2 separate regions of the Sus scrofa genome follow, and region 2 is linked to region 1. Evidence: chromatin contacts called from public Hi-C data. All regions are on one chromosome and are shown on one strand. Each heading gives the region's core, a stretch centred on a gene start, on an enhancer-like site or on the middle of the called end of the contact. The rest is flanking DNA. Distances are from core to core; before and after follow the strand shown.

Region 1 (7,855 bases), core at 2,738-5,237:
AAGCCAGTGGTTTGCGGGTTTTGTTTTGTTTTGTTTTTTCCTGCAGTAATCTATTTTCTTGAAGAAATCTGGCACTCAGCCAAAGGACAGAAACAAACTGCAGCGGGAGCCAGTGTCCTTCCTGGGCATCTTCTACACTCAGGGCCGCCCCCCCTCCCCCCCTCCCCCCCCATGCCCCCAGGACAGAACTGCCAGGCAGCTCTCGCCCAGTGTCGTCCTTTCAACGACGATGTTGTTTTAACACCAGCGCCAGACTCGCCACTTAAAACGCCTCTTTATTCTGGGCTTCGGGAGCGACAGTGATGGAGTTTTGCGCCTTGATGGAAGGCAAAAACCTGGTCATGTAAATAAAGAAGGTCCTAACTAACACTGCAAATCCAAATGAGACCGCGTTCCCTCAGTGGGCTGGAACATCCAGGGACCCACTGTGGCTTCTGGAGGCTTCTGTGTAGCTGCCCCAGACGAAGCTGGGCGGACAGATGTGGGGTGAGGAGACTTCTCCTGAGCAGAAAGGGGGCAGCAGCTCCCAGTTCCTTCACTGCTCTCCACATGGGCCAAGAACATGCCAAGAACAGGGCAAATGGAGGACCACTGCCCAGAGAATGTCACGGGGCGGAGCCTCTGGCAGGAGCACTCTGTCCCCTGAGTGAGGGGAGACCACGATTTTGTGCCACCTCAGCTGACAACTTGTTCTGGACATTCACCGTCTTCTCAGCTGGCTGACTTACTGAGTTAACCGGGCACTTGGAGTTTTCTTGGGGACACCTGGATCCAGGTCTTCAAGCTGCTAATAAAAAAAATGCCTATGGCCACTCAGGATGCTCACTATGCCCTCGTGGGTGATCTGGGAGGTGGACGTGGCCTGCAGTTTTAACTCGGAAACTGTGAAAACCAAACCCCAAGCCCACCAGGTGAGCTCTGGCTGGGCGGGAAGTGGACCGAGGGCCCGGCTCCTCGTTTGAAAAAATAACTTCTCTTTCTAGTTGTGACAGGAAGTCGGGCGGCCCAAGAAAAAGGCAACCGAGTGAGGTTTGGACAAAGGGACAGCCACCCTCATTTTGGGGACTGATACCCTGGACTGGCACCTCCCTCACCAAATTCTTCACACAAGAAAGCTTACTCCTACTGGCCTTGGCCAGCTCAGGCCCCACAAAACCCTCGCTGCATGAAATGAGCTCATTCAGTCTGACAAACCGAAATCTTAAAAAAAAAAAAAAAAAAGTGTATGGCAGCAAAGCCTCAGGACTCCTGCACCACACGTGTAACCTGCCCCGCTTAGCAAATAAACAGAACACCACACCACAAAAGCCACGCAAGGGGCAGGCCGTCCCGGGCAGAGAGCCCCACCCACAGCAGGGCCGGAGGAAGCAGGTGCGAGTGTGCACGAAAAAGCGGGTCTCCCACTTTTCTTCCTTGAGGCCCCCAGTCTTAACACTGCATTCCGCGGCTGGGTCTATCTGGCCACTTAAGAGGCCGAGGACTGACCCAAATCTCAGCTGCTTCTTGTGTTTCCAGCTGGGGGGAGGAAGGCGATGGCTTCAATCCCTCTGCCTCCAGGTCAGAAGGCAAAAAAATCTCCGAAACCCAGGCAGATGGGACGCGTGGGAAGTGGAGCGTCTTCTCGGGTTAAGGATGGAAGCGCGGGCTCTTGAGAAAGGCCGATCCCGGAGCACGTGATCCAGAAGGCTTCTAGCACCAACAGCTCGCTAACTCCTCTCCTCCTCCCTGCAGAGGTGAGAGGGCAGTGCGGGCGGGAGGCCCTCCTCCTGTTTTGTGCCACCGGAAGTGCTCACCAGGAGGGGGCGGGGACAAACTGGGCCCCGCCCCTCCCGGGGTCTCCTCGCGGAAGCCCCTCAGTGCAGCTCGATGAAGGCCTCCAGCTCCTCGGGGATGAAGCCCTTGTAGGGAATCTTGTTTTTGTCCAGGGCGCGGGCTGCAAGGCACTGTAGGGTGACGTAGTTGAAGGGCTGAATGGTGCTCTTAGCCAGCAGTTTCTCGTCCAGCAGCTCGTAGGCCGTCTTCTTGAAGGCGTTGGTGGCGTCCATGTGGGCTCCTGCTTCGATCAGGGCGTTCATGATCCCCGGGCAGTTGTTCTGTGCCGCGATGTGCAGCGGGGTGTTGTTGTCAAAGTCCCGGCTGTCTGGGTCAGCCCCGCAGTCGAGCAGCACCTTGACCACCTGGAGGGAGGGGAATCTGCCTACCGGGTAGCGGCCCACGTTCGTGGTCTCCGCGTCCACGGCCATGTGCAGAGGAGTGAAGCCGTTCTTGCCGCGGGGGGCGCACTTGAGCAGCCGGTAGACCGTCTGGTGCTTCAGGTGCTCCTGGTCGGGCGTGCACTCCACTTTCTCCAGCAGATAGAGCAGGTGGAGGATGATGGCCAGGGCCTTGGTGAACTGCGCCGAGTCCCCGGGCTCCTTGGGCAGCTGCAGGGCCCGCTCCACTTCCCGCACCCCTTTGCACAGCACCCCCATGAGATCTGCAAAGCCGATCTGCGTGCCCAGGCTACCCTTGGCCGAGCGGTCCTGAAGCACGTAGGAGAAGAGTTCGGCAAAGGAGAGGAAGCTGCTGGCGGTCATGGGACTCAGAGGCTCCAGGTTGTTCTGCTGCATGTCCAGGGCGTACTTCCACAGGCGGATGCAGCGCTCGAAGTTGCCTGAGTCGGCGTACACCGCGCCCCGGTAACGGATATAGTAAGAAGTGTCCGGGTGGGAGGGCCCCAGGATGCGCTCGCGGATCAACAGGGCTTGCATGCGCATCTCATCCGGGTCGGTGATGAGTGCCTCCAACTCCTCAGCGGTATTCACCTCCCTGGAATAGTCATAGGCCAGGACCAGCTGCGGGGGCTCGGGTTTGGGCAGATACGCACCCCCTTGGTGACGCAGCTCCATGGCCCGTCTCCAGTGTTTCAGGGCCCCAAGCAGATCCCGCTTCTTATCCACGTAGGTGGCTCCCAGCAATTCCAAGGCTTCAACGGCAGCTTCCCGGCTGGTGGGGCAGCAGCTCTCGGAAGATTCACCGCTCAGCGGCTCCTCTGGGGAGGCGCTGCAGCAGCGGGGGCTCTGGGGCTGCACGCACGCCGGGCTGGCGGTGGGGCCTTCTCGGGACAGCCCTGGCCGGGTCTCCTCCCCAGCAGGCTGCTCCTGGATAAGGTACTCCACGATGTTGGTGTGGCCCGTCACGCTGGCCGCCAGCAGCGGAGTCATACCGTAGCCGTCACGTTCCATGCGGGCGTTGCACCCGAGCAGCAGCTGCAAGATCTCCAGGCTGCCAGACTCAGCACAGTCGTGCAGGGCCGTGTTGCCTTTGGCGCTGCGCCGATTCACCTGGGCGCCTTGCTCCAGCAGGTAGCGGGCGATCTCGCGGTGGCCCTTGTAACAGGAAATCATAAGGCACGTGTGCCCGTGCCGGTTGGCCACCTCCAGGTCCGCCTGGTGCTCGCCCACCAAGTAGCGCACCACCTCCAGGTGCCCGTCGAAGCAGGCGGCGCGCAAGGGCGTCGAGTTGGTGCGTGTGGTGCGGTTCACCGAGGCCCCGCGGCGCAGCAGGCTCCGCACCACGTCCAGGTGGCCCGCAGCAGAGGCGGCCCACAGCGGCGGCGCGCCCTCGATGGTCTCGCCATCGAAGTGCACCGAGCCGCCTGCTTCCACGCTCGCGCCGCACCGGTCCACCAGGTACTCGACCACGTCCAAGTGGCCGTAGCGGGCGGCGATTAGCAGCGGTGTTCCCCCGCTGGCCACCTCGCCCGTCAGCTCCTCCAGCTCCTCCCGGCTCCGGCCGCTGAGCAGCTTCTGAAGCAGCTGCAGCTTGCCATCACGGGCAGCATTGTACACGGCGGTATGGAGGTCCATGGTCCGGGCCTCCGCCAGGCCATGGGCCTGCCGCCGGGGGAAGAGGGCACGGGGTGACGGCGGACTAGAGCCCAGACAGGCAGGCGGCAACCTTCACCGTCTCCCCCGGCGCCATTTTAGGGGCTTTTCGGGCGGAACAAAATGGCTGTCGTGGCCTGGTGCCGAGGACGAATGGAGCATGCTGGGAAGTGTAGTCCTCTGAGCCAGCCCGCTCCGTAGGACAGAAAAGGAACGGTGATGTGCTAAGACTATTACTCCCAGAAGGCCGAGGGTCAGATGCGATGACGTGAGGACACGATGCATGGCGGGAATTGTAGTTCCAACCTGAGTGAATGGTGTCAGAAATAGGCGAGGCGAGGACTACGACTCCCGTCATGCAGTGCTATGCGATGGCTTGTGGGACCTGGAGAAAGTTTCGCTACGTACTTCCTGTGGCTGTCACAGTACCGGAGCCGATAGGAAACGTAGACGCGGGGCAGAGGACTACTTTCCACGAAAGGCCAGCCTCGGAGCCAACCGGCAGCGAGAACCAGGCGCGGGGTCTGATTCGAGCTTGGCGAGGCTGAGCGGCGCAACGGCAGGGGGCGCTCGGGAGAGACAGGAAAGTGAGGAGGGGTGGGGATGTTAGGGAAGCAGGGACTGACTAGAGGTGGCCGTAAGGGTCGGTGTCTAGCGCTCCTCCCCTTCTTATTCATTCATTCATTTATTCATTCACTCACTCATTCACATACTCATATATTTATTTACTCACTCATTAATACCCAGTTAAAATTTTAGTTTTTCTCCTTCAACCCTCAACATCCTCAATACAAAATCTAAATTAATTTGCCTCAGCCCTTCTCCACTATCATTGTGCGTATCATTTGGGGTTGGGGGCTTTGAAATTTTCAGTAACTTGCCCAAGGGCACAGGGCAAGTAAATGGCAAGGTTGGGATTTGAACCCAGGCAGAAGTGGCTATGTAATTTGCAGGGCCCAGTGCAAAAGGAAAATGTTGAACTTCTTGTCTAAAAGTAGTTCAGAATTTCTCAACAGGGATGGCAGAACATTAAACCAAGTGTGGGGCTCTTCCGGTTGACTGCACGGGTGGACACCTCCAGTGAAGCCTGAACCCCACCCCTGAAGTCAGACCCTCTCCCTAACACTCTTGCCACCATTTTGCTGCTCTGTGCCCCAAGGTTACTGAAATTATGGTAAGGATGAAGAACGGGGTCCTTCCTCCAGGAATGTTTGAGAAATGCATACTGTTCTCTACACCTCCACACTCTTGTGTGTGTCATTCCCTCTGCTCGGAACACTGTTCCATACCCTCTTCACTTGGCTGCCTCTTGGGCCTTCTTCAGGTCTCAGCTGAGACTTCAGGTCTTCGTGGATGATTCTTTGGCCACTTAGTGGGTGCCCTCCCTGGTACCCCCGTTCTTCATGAATCTTGAGAAATACTCTGTTTTAGTCAGTTCAGTGTGTTGTAACAAATACCGCAGCCTGGGTGGCTATGTTAGAATTCTCCAGAGAAACAGAACCCAGCAGGATTTATCCCATTGGGAGTTATATCTTTATATATATACATATATATATAGACACATATAACATATATATTATGTGTACATGTGTATATGTATAAACATATGCTATTGAACTTGGATTCAGGTGCTCACCACTCAGAAGGCAATAATCGAGGGGCAAGTGTTGGTAGAAAGACAAGGTAATTTATTCAGAAAAGCCAGTAATTGGGGGAGAAGGTGGACTCATGTCTAGAGACCAATTCCAAAGATTCTGCTCAGCTGTGACATTTTTTTTTTTTTTTTGACTTTTCTAGGGCCGCTCCTGCAGCATATGGAGGTTCCCAGGCTAGGGGTCTAATCGGAGCTGTAGCCACTGGCCTTCGCCAGAGCTACAGCAATGCAGGATCCGAGCTGAGTCTGCGACCTACACCACAGCTCACGGGCAATGTCAGATCCTTAACCCACTGAAAAAGGGCAGGGATCGAACCTGCAACCTCATGGTTCCTAGTCAGATTCATTAACCACTGCGCCACGATGGGAACTCCATCAGCCGTGACAATTTTTAAAGGAAAAAAGAGAGGGAAGTCTCAGTTAAGCATTCTTTGTCATTTTTCCATTGCATGCAGACTGCCGACTTCTGATCTTCCTTTGGGTGCTGTCTTGCTCACGTGGTCTGCCTCCAGATTTGCTAAGGGGAAGCTGGGGGCGGAGAGTAAGTCATTCTTTAACTATTTCATTCTTCCTTTAATCCAGGAAAGGAATCAACAGGTTAGGCAAGGCATCGTGTACATTCAGTCAAACAAAAATCGGAAGTTAGGTGAGGTGTTTCCTAGTGATCTCATTTTTATTATTGAGGTTTAAGGGAAACAGAAATAGACAAACAGGAGTTCCCGCTGTGGTGCAGTGTGTTAAAGATCCAGCATTGTCTCTGCCACAGCTCAGATTCAATCCCTGGCCTGGCACAGTGGGTTAAGGATCCAGCGTGGCTGCAGCTGTGGCATCAGTTGCAGCTGTGGCTCAGAACATCCACATGCCATGGGTGAGGCCAAAAAAAAAAAAAAAAAAAAAAAAGGGAAAAAAAGAAAAGAAATAGACAAACAAGAAAGGGGCAAAATAGCTGCTTACAAATCCCACCTTATCAGAAAATCGTTTCATTTCTGTGGGAGTATGGGTGAAGGTTAGTCTTCTGTAACTTCATGCAGATACAGGGTGCCACATTTTCAGAGTAGATGTCGACATGGGTCTGTAGCATCTGTTTGTTGACGGTTTTAGTTGCCTGCTTGCATACATGGGCAGAGAAAGCTGCAGTTAGTCTAAGGGCCACAAAGATAGATTATAATGAGCAATAGTGTTAATCCCATTCTTTCATCAGACACTGAGTCTGTGACGATATTGTCCTAATCATTAACTGCTTGAGCCTACTCTTTTGTGGCTCTGGGAGGCCTGGGAGATTTCAGCTTTTCTGCAGAGAAGAGCCAGGGAACACAGTAGGGGCTTTGTATTTTGGGAGGGCCTTGCAGGGTTCTGCTCAGTTCTATATATATATATATATTAGGAATTTACTCATGTGATTGTGGAGTCTGAGAAGTTCTGTAATCTGCCATCCGTAAACTGGAGAACAAGCAAAACTGGTGGTATAGGGAGTTCCCATTGTGGCACAGCAGAAACAAATCCGAGTAGTATCCATGAGGATGTAGGTTCGATTCCTGGCCTCGCTTAGTGGGTCAGGGATCCAGCATTGCTGTGAACTGTGGTATAGGTCGCAGACTCAGCTCAGATCCTGCATTACTGTGGCTGTGGTTTAGGCTGGCAGCTGTAGCTCTGATTCAGCCCCTAGCTTGGGAACCTCCATATGCCACAGGTGTGGCCCTAAAAAACAAAAAAAAAAAAAAAAAAAAAAAGAAAGAAAGAAAAACTGGGGAACTGGTGTTAAAACTTCAATGTGAGTCTGAAAGCCTAAGAACTCTGATGTCCAAGGGCTGGAAATATGGATGTCCCAGCTCAAGAAGAATGAGAATTCACCCTTCCTCCTCCCTTTTTGTTCTCCTCCGGCCCTCAATGGATTGGGTGATGCCCACATTGGTGAGGGCCATCTTCTGTACTTATTATACTGAATCAAATGCCAGCCTCCTCTAGAAACACCTTCACATGCACCCCCAGAAATAATGTTTTATCCCCCCCTCCCCGGGCTTCCCTTAGTCCAGTCAAGGTGACACATCAAATTAACCATCACAATGGTTTAAACAACAAAGGGTTATGTCCTACAGTTCTGGAGGCTAAGAAGTTCAATGGTCAGCTTTTGAGGAGGATTGTCTTCCTGGCATATAGACGGCTGCCTTCTTGCCATGGCCTCACTTGGAGGAGACAGAAAGGGAGAGCTCTGCTCCCTTCATCCCCTTATAAGGCCACCTTCATGACCTCATTGAAACCTGATCCTCTCCCAAAGTTCCCACCTCCAAATACCATCCCAGGGATGCTTAGGGCTTCTGCATATGGATTGGGGGGG
Region 2 (7,855 bases), core at 4,009-6,508, 140 kb after region 1:
GGGTTCCTGGGAGGTCACTGAGCCAAGGGCATGGTGATCTTTGCACTGGTGGCAAGGCGGTGGCAGGAGTGGGGGGGATGCTGACAGGACTGCTTGCTCAGAGGTGCTGCGAAGGCACAAAAGAGGGGGGCCTCCGTGCTGTGGCTGGAAGATGCCTCGTCCCTCAGCGGATTGACCCAGTAAGGACAGTCCCAGAGGTCCTGAGGTGGCCCATGGGTACCACTGAGGGACCCTGTCCAGGATGTCTTGGCTGGCCTGGCCCTTATTTCTTTTGCACCTCTCCTCATCCAGAGAGTTGACTCAGTGGCTCAAGAATCAGGATGCACTGGTCAGGGAGGGCTGGCTATGCCCATCTTCACGTTTGTCCCAACATTTAAGAGACTAGGAGACCAGAGGCCGTGCCTGTGCGGGGCCTTTGTGGTGCTTGCGTTTCCAACAGCATAATGGGCTCTCCCCATGCCATCACCCTCTCCATCCTTTGGGAGGATCCAGTTTTATTTTGAATGGCTTAAAGGATAAAACAGACTTGAGTACAAAAGGATACATAGAGGGAAAAGATGCCTTTGGAGAGGTACCCCAGTCTCAAATACCTGCCTTCTATTCTGCCCTGTGAATGTGCCATAGTTTATTTTGCCAGGCACTTAACAAGTGATAATATAGATTATTCTGGGCTTTTCATATAAATCATGTCATGAGCCAGACAGTAAATATTTTAGACTTTGTGGTTCAGATGATCTCTTACAACTGCTCAACTCTGGCCCCTCAAAAGCAGCCACAGGCAATATGGAAATGAGTGGGCATGGCTGTGTGCCAATAGAAGGTTATTTACAAAACCATGCAGCTGACCAGATTTGGCCCACAGACTGTAATTGACCAACCTCCAGTATAAAGGATCCTGCAACATAGAGCCTTGTATGTGTTTGGGGCATATATATGAATTGATAGTGTAAATTCCTACAATTATAAAACAATGCCAGATCCTTAACCCACTGAGCCACCAAGGAACTCCTCGAAAGGCACATTCAGTTTGAATTTTTAAGAATATTGCCAGGGGGAGTTCCCATCGTGGCGCAGTGGTTAACGAATCCGACTAGGAACCATGAGGTTGCGGGTTCGGTCCCTGCCCTTGCTCAGTGGGTTAGGGATCCGGCGTTGCCGTGAGCTGTGGTGTAGGTTGCAGACGCGGCTCGGATCCGGCGTTGCTGTGGCTCTGGCGAAGGCCGGTGGCTGCAGCTCCGATTCAACCCCTAGCCTGGGAACCTCCATATGCCGCGGGAGCGGCCCAAGAAATAGCAACAACAACAAAAAAAGACAAAAGACAAAAAAAAAAAAAAAAACAAAAACAAAAAAGAATATTGCCAGGGGAGTTCACGTCGCGGTGCAGTGGTTAACGAATCCGACTAGGAACCATGAGGTTGCGGGTTCGGTCCCTGCTCTTACTCAGTGGGTTAACGATCCGGTGTTGCCGTGAGCTGTGGTGTAGGTTGCAGATGCAGCTCGGATCCCACGTTGCTGTGGCTCTGGCGTAGGCCAGTGGCTACAGCTCCAATTCAACCCCTAGCCTGGGAACCTCCATATGCCGTGGGAGCGGTCCAAGAAATAGCAACAACAACAAAAAAGACAAAAAAAAAAGAATATTGCCAAATTGCCTTCTAAAGAGAATGCCTCAGGGAGTTCCAGCAGGTTAAGGATTCACTGTTGTCACTGCTGTGGCTCAGGTCACTGCTGTGATTCAGGCTCAATCCTTGGCCCCAGAACTTCCAAATGCCATGGGCGCAGCCTAAAAGAGACAGCGCTTCATTGTACACACCTCTTAGCAAAATGTCCTATTTCTCCATCCCTTCAGTACTGCGTGTTATTTTTGCCAATCTTAGGTGTGAAACATGGCTTCTCACTGTAATTCAAACACATTTTTTCCCCCCGCTTTTTAGGGCTGCACCTGCAGCATATGAAAGGTCCCAGGCTAGAGGTCGAATCAGCTGCAGCTGTTGGCCTAAACCACAGCCACAGCAATGCCAGATCCTAAACCCAATGAGCGAGACCAAGGATCAAACCTGCATCTTCATAGATACTAATCAGGTTCCTTACCGCTGAGCCACAAGGGGAACTCCAAACACACATTTTATGTCTGAATATTTTCAAGACACTTGTTTAGGAATTCCTGCTCTGGCACAGTAGGTTAAAGATCCAGTGTTACCACTTGGATTTGATCCCTGGCCCAGGAACTTCCCTATGCTGAGCGTGCAGCCAAAGAAAGAAAATTTTAAAGAGGACACTTGTTTACTAGTAATCGTTTGCCCACTTTTCTTTTGATCTATTGGCTTCATTGATGTGTCAGTACTACATGTGAGGAAATCAGCTCCATGCCATACATGTTGCAAATTGAATCCTGTTGCTGATTTCAAAATGTTTTACGGGTAGGAAGCTCAGCCAAGGAATGTTTAAAATCATCTCAGGAACAAGACAATGTGTTTCCCTCCCTCTGCTGTGAAATAAAGCGAAGAGACAACTAATTACAAGTCACAATGACAGAAAGGGGGCACTGGGGTTGACCTGGGAGGCTTTTCAGCTGGCACCCCGCAACTGTTTCAAGCAGGAACTCTTCATCAGAACTTACTACCCTGGCTTCACTCAGCATCCATGAGCCAAACTTCAGTCAGTTGTATTCCCACCCCGACAAGGAAGCCTGGGAAGGGACATGGGGGGATGGAGGGGAGCAGCTACAAAAGGATAAGTGTCTGCTAGCACAAGGTCAGTCTCAGAGGTGGCAGGTTAGGAGGCCTTTGTTTCTTTCAGGTTGATAGAGGGCCACTTGTTTTCTCCACCACTAGCAGGGGGCTCATCTGCCAGAGGGTCCAGTTGCTGTTTCAGGTCACCTGGGTTCAACCTCAAGTCCTTTCCCAGTAGAACTGTTCATCTCTTTCCTAAATGGCAAGAACCCATGTGACATAAACTCCTGTGTTAAATTGTTTGCAGATATTTTCCCCGTTTGCCATTTGCCTTTCGAACATGTTTAGGTTTTTTTTCTTCAGGGCCACGCCCGCACAACATATTAAAGTTCCCAGGCTAAGGGTCGAATTGGAGCTGTAGCTGCAGGCCTACACCACAGCCACAGCAAAGCTGGATCTGAGTCACGTCTGAGACCTACACCATGCCAGATCCTTAACCCACTGAGTGAGGCCAGGGATCGAACCCACCTCCTCAAAGATACTAGTTAGGTTGTTAACTTGTGAGCCACGGAACTACCTTTTTTTTTTTTTTTTTTGGTCTTTTTGTCTCTTTTTAGGGCTGTGCCCACGGCATATGAAGATTCCCAGGCTAGGGGTTGAATCGGAACTGTAACCACCAGCCTATGCCACAGCCACAGCATGATCCGAACCATGTCTGTGACCTACACCACAGCTCACAGCAGCACCAGATCCTCAATCCACTAAGCGAGGCCAGGGATCGAACTCGAGTCCTCATGGATGCTAGTCAGGTTGATTAACCACTGAGCCCCAACGGGAACTCCATGTGTGTGTGTGTGTGTGTGTATATATATATATATATATATTTTTTCTTTTTTTTTTTTTTTTTAATGGAACTCCCTGGTGGCCTAGGGGGTTAAGGATCCAGCATTGTCACTGCTGTGGCGTGGGTTTGATCCCTGGTCTGGGAACTTCTGTATGCCATAGGCCTGGCCAGAAAAAAAATCAACTTAACTTAGACACATAAGAAGTTGCAAAAATAGTGCAGGGAGTGTCAACCAACACTGGATCCTTTAATCCACTGTACCCGGCCAGGGATTGAACCCGCACCTCCACAGCAACCTGAGCCACTGCAATGAGATTCTTAACCCACTGCACTACAGCGAGAGCTCTCCTGTTTTTTTGTGGGTTTTTTTTTTTTTTTTTTTTTTTTTTTTGTCTTTTGTCTTTTTGCTATTTCTTTGGCCGCTCCTGTGGCATATGGAGGTTCCCAGGCTAGGGGTCGAATCGGAGCTGTAGCTGCCGGCCTACACCAGAGCCGCAGCAACGTGGGATCCGAGCCGCATCTGCAACCTACACCACAGCTTGCGACAACACCGGATCGTTAACCCACTGAGCAAGGGCAGGGACCGAACCCACAACCTCATGGTTCCTAGTCGGATTCGTTAACCACTGCACCACAATGGGAACTCCTTTTTTCCTTTTTTAGGGCCATACCCACACCATATGGAAGTTCCCAGGCTAGGGGTCGAATTGGAACTGCAGCTGCTGGCCTACACACAGCCACAGCAACGCAGTATATTTAACCCACTGAGCAAGGCCAGGGATCAAACCTGCGTCCTCAAGGATACTAGTTGGGTCCATTACCACTGAGCCACAACAGGAACTCCAGCAGTCCTCCAACTTAGGGAGCCAATTCCTAATGGGTCCACAGAAGCCAGTTGCAAGGAGGAAGCCATTCTTAACATAAGCAGGTGCCCCAATTTAGGTCAGGCTGCTGCTGTAGAAAGGCGTGAATTCTGGGGCTAGGGTTACCTGGGAGACAGTCAACCTCCTATAGGATCTTCACAACCAATCTGAAGTTGACCTTCATTCTCTGTGTCTGGGGGGTAGGGAGATTTGTGTTCCTCACAAAGTCAACAGAGCCCAGCGTAGGAGTTACCTGTGACATTTTCTCTCTGTCTTCTGATCTTTCAAGTCAGGAAAGACTAGGACAATCAACTTAATTCTAGACACTCCAGACCTGGCCGCTGATGTTTTCTCAAAATATTAAGCAATTTGGGAAAGAAGGAAGGGAGGGAGGGAAGGAATGAAAGAAGGGAGGAAGGGAGGGAGGGTGGGAAGAAGGAAGAACAAAAGATTTCTCCTATAGTTAAAAGTCTGGGATTTCTTCATTGGCATCTGATGCTAATAACACTAGAATTAGAGTTCTCACTTGTAGGAGCTTCACCTGAATGTCCATCAGCTAATCCCCCTGACAGTTTCTTGAGGTAAGGATTTTTTTTTTTTTTTTGAAATAATTTTAGGCTTAACAGAAAAGTTGCAGGAATAGTGGAGTCCCCTAATGCCCTTCACCCTAATGTGAACATTGTATATTGCCATGGTACAGGCCAGGTTATTGAAGCCAGGAAATTTACATGAATACAATCCTATTATCAAATATTTAGGCAAACGCCTCAAATAAGGCAACAGACCTTATTTAGATTTAGCATTTCTCCCTCTAATGTCACTTGTCTGGTCTAGGACTGCTATGGACCAACGGTTTCTGTCTCCCCTCCTCCAAATTCATGTTGAACCTTTTTTTAAATATATTTATTTATTTATTTTGCTTTTTAGGGTGACACCCGCGGCATACGGAGGTTCCCAGGCTACGGGTCCAATCGGAGCTGTAGCTGCCAGCCTATGCCACAGCCACACCAATGCAGGATCCGAGCTGTGTCTGTGACCTACACCACAGCTCACAGCAATGCTGGATCCTTAACCCAAGCAAGGCCAGGGATTGAACCCGCAACCTCATGGTTCCTAGTTGGATTTGTTTCCACTGTGCCATGACGGGAACTCCTTCATGGAGAACCTTAACATCTAGTGTGATGGTATGAAGAGGTGGGCCTTTGGGAGGTGATTAGGTCATGAGGATTGAGCCCTCACGAATGGGATTAGTGGTCTTATATAGGGACCCCAGAGAGCTCCCTTGATCCCTCCGTAATGTAAGGACATAGCAATATGGAGTCTGTGAACCAGCAAATGGGCTCTCTCCAGACATCAATTCTGCCAGAGCCTTGATCTTGAACTTACAACCTCCAGGACTGTGAGAAATTGATGTGCACTGTTTAGTTAAGCCAGTCAGCTTCTCGGCCTATGTTACAACAGCCCAGACTAAGGAAATGATTCAATCCAGGATGCTACATTGCCTTTCAACGTCTTGGTCTCCTCACCCTGTGATGGTTCCTCAGCCTTTGTCTTTCAAGACATTTCTTAAGTATTGCCAGTTATCTTGGTAGAATTCCCCTCAACCTGGGTTCCTCTCATATTTGCTTGGAATAGATTGAGGTCGTGCACTTTGTACAGGAATTCCATTGAGAGGCCACTAAGAACGTCCTTCTCTGCATCCCATCAGCGGCTCCATGATGCCTCATTTTTACAACACTGACTACAATCATTGAAATAAAGATGGTGTTTCCACTGCAAAATTACTACTTCTCTCTTTGTAACTAATACGTATCCTGTATCCTGGGGAGAAATATTTTGAGACAATGTAAATATGCTGTTTCTCACCATACATTTCCCCCACCAATTTTTAGCATTGAGCCACAGGTCTTGACTACAACAATCATGATGCGTTTGCCCAATGGTGACCTTCCATTTCCCTGATTCGGCCTACATGGATAAGGTTGAATTTCAGTGGTGAACTTTTACATCCTTCATTCCTTGTACATGTACTAACTGGAAAAGAAGAAAGGTCACTTGCCTAGCGAAGGAAAACTGGACCCAGAGTACAAACACAGGATCCAATTCCAACCACTCCAGGTCCCTCCCTGGTCTTGCAAGCCTCGCCCCCAAGATGGCGATGGGAGCGGAGGGGTCACACGGCCGCGCTGACGCTGACGTGGCCTCTGGTAGACGTCCTACGTGTCCCTCGCGGCGCTCCGTCCGCCGTCCCTGCCCCGCGCACCTGATCCCAAGATGGCGGCGCCCAGCGGAAGAAGGAATGGCGGCGGCGGCGCGAGCTTGTGGGCCGCGCTGCTCTTGGCGGCTGTTGCTCTGAGGCCGGCGGAGACGGTGTCCGAGCCCACGACGGTGGCCTTTGACGTGCGGCCCGGCGGCGTAGTTCATTCTTTCTCCCAGAACGTGGGCCCTGGGGTACGTGTCTCAACCACCCCGGGGGATGGAGGGATGGTGTCGGTAACAGCGGGGTCTGGGGATGGGGTGCGGACCGGTGGGGCGGATCCTGGAGAGGGGGTGGAAGGTTGGACTGATGGGGTGGGGCCTGAGGGGGAGCGCACCGGCGGGGGCGGGGCCTGAGGAGGGGCGACGGGACGTGGTAGTGAGGTCTACACTGAGGCAGGACTGAATTAATAGGAGGCGGGCTTCTGGGGGCTGGCGACTTTGAGGGGAATTTGTCACTAGCCTCAGTCCTTGTCTCTTCTTGTGTGCCCAGTGTGCCTAAGCAGCCCTGTTCCTCTGACTCAGGTGTGTCCCTAGCTGTTGGAGGGCTTGTCCTGCCCAGAAGTGGGGAGAGGGGAACTGGAGATTGAGGGGAATGTGCCTCCAGACCCTGCAGAAGGTCATCTTGCTGCAGCTGTGCCCAAGGAGGAAGTGGACAGATGTTGCTCTTTCCTTCCATTGCACCAGGTCCCCCATCTTTTCCACTGAAATGTGGGGCCAGGCCCTCCTTACTTGGAGGCAGCTGGCCTGGGTCCAGGCTAGCCCATCCCCAACTTGTTGGAAAGGTGGCTTCCTCTCCCATTCTCCTTTTCTTCTTTTTTGGTCCTTTTTTTTTTTTTTTTTTTTTTTTTTTTTTTTTTTTTTTAAAGGGCTGCACCTGCGGCATATGGAAATTTTCAGGCTAGGGGTCCAGTTGGAGCTGCAGCTTCTGACCTGCACCACAGCCACAGCACAGGATCCGAGCCATATCTGTAACCTACACCACAGCTCACAGCAACATCGGATCTTTATCCCACCGAGCGAGGCCGGGAACTGAACCCACATTCCCATGGTTACTAGTCGGGTTCGTTACCACTGACCTAAATGGGAACTCCCATTCTCCTTTTCTCTGTAACAGTGAAGTTACAGAGTACTTCCTTATGACCAGATATTGTGTCAAAATCTTTATGGTAGGTCCACTTTACACATGAAAAACAAAGGCTCAGAAAGCTTTGCACTTGTCC

The links. Hi-C and Micro-C count contacts between places; a contact is called where the count stands out from the background.
Region 2: a Hi-C map of liver shows a contact between it and region 1, with 4 times the contacts expected there. The contact joins the promoter of MYDGF here to the promoter of FEM1A in region 1. A contact is called at or near these places in 1 of 5 promoter capture datasets (liver), 8 of 47 Hi-C or Micro-C datasets (alveolar macrophages, heart right ventricle, liver and 2 more) and 2 of 2 datasets of contacts at active chromatin or transcription factors (alveolar macrophages and skeletal muscle).

What each region holds. Positions count from the first base shown.
Region 1 is chr2:74,041,136-74,048,990 of Sscrofa11.1, forward strand. It overlaps FEM1A (protein fem-1 homolog A), which reads right to left and starts at 3,988. Exons shown (of 1, transcript XM_021084041.1): 1 at 256-3,988. The coding sequence starts at 3,848. The coding sequence ends at 1,854.
Region 2 is chr2:74,179,784-74,187,638 of Sscrofa11.1, forward strand. MYDGF (myeloid-derived growth factor) reads left to right here and starts at 5,259. Exons shown (of 6, transcript XM_021084047.1): 1 at 5,259-6,827. The coding sequence starts at 6,651.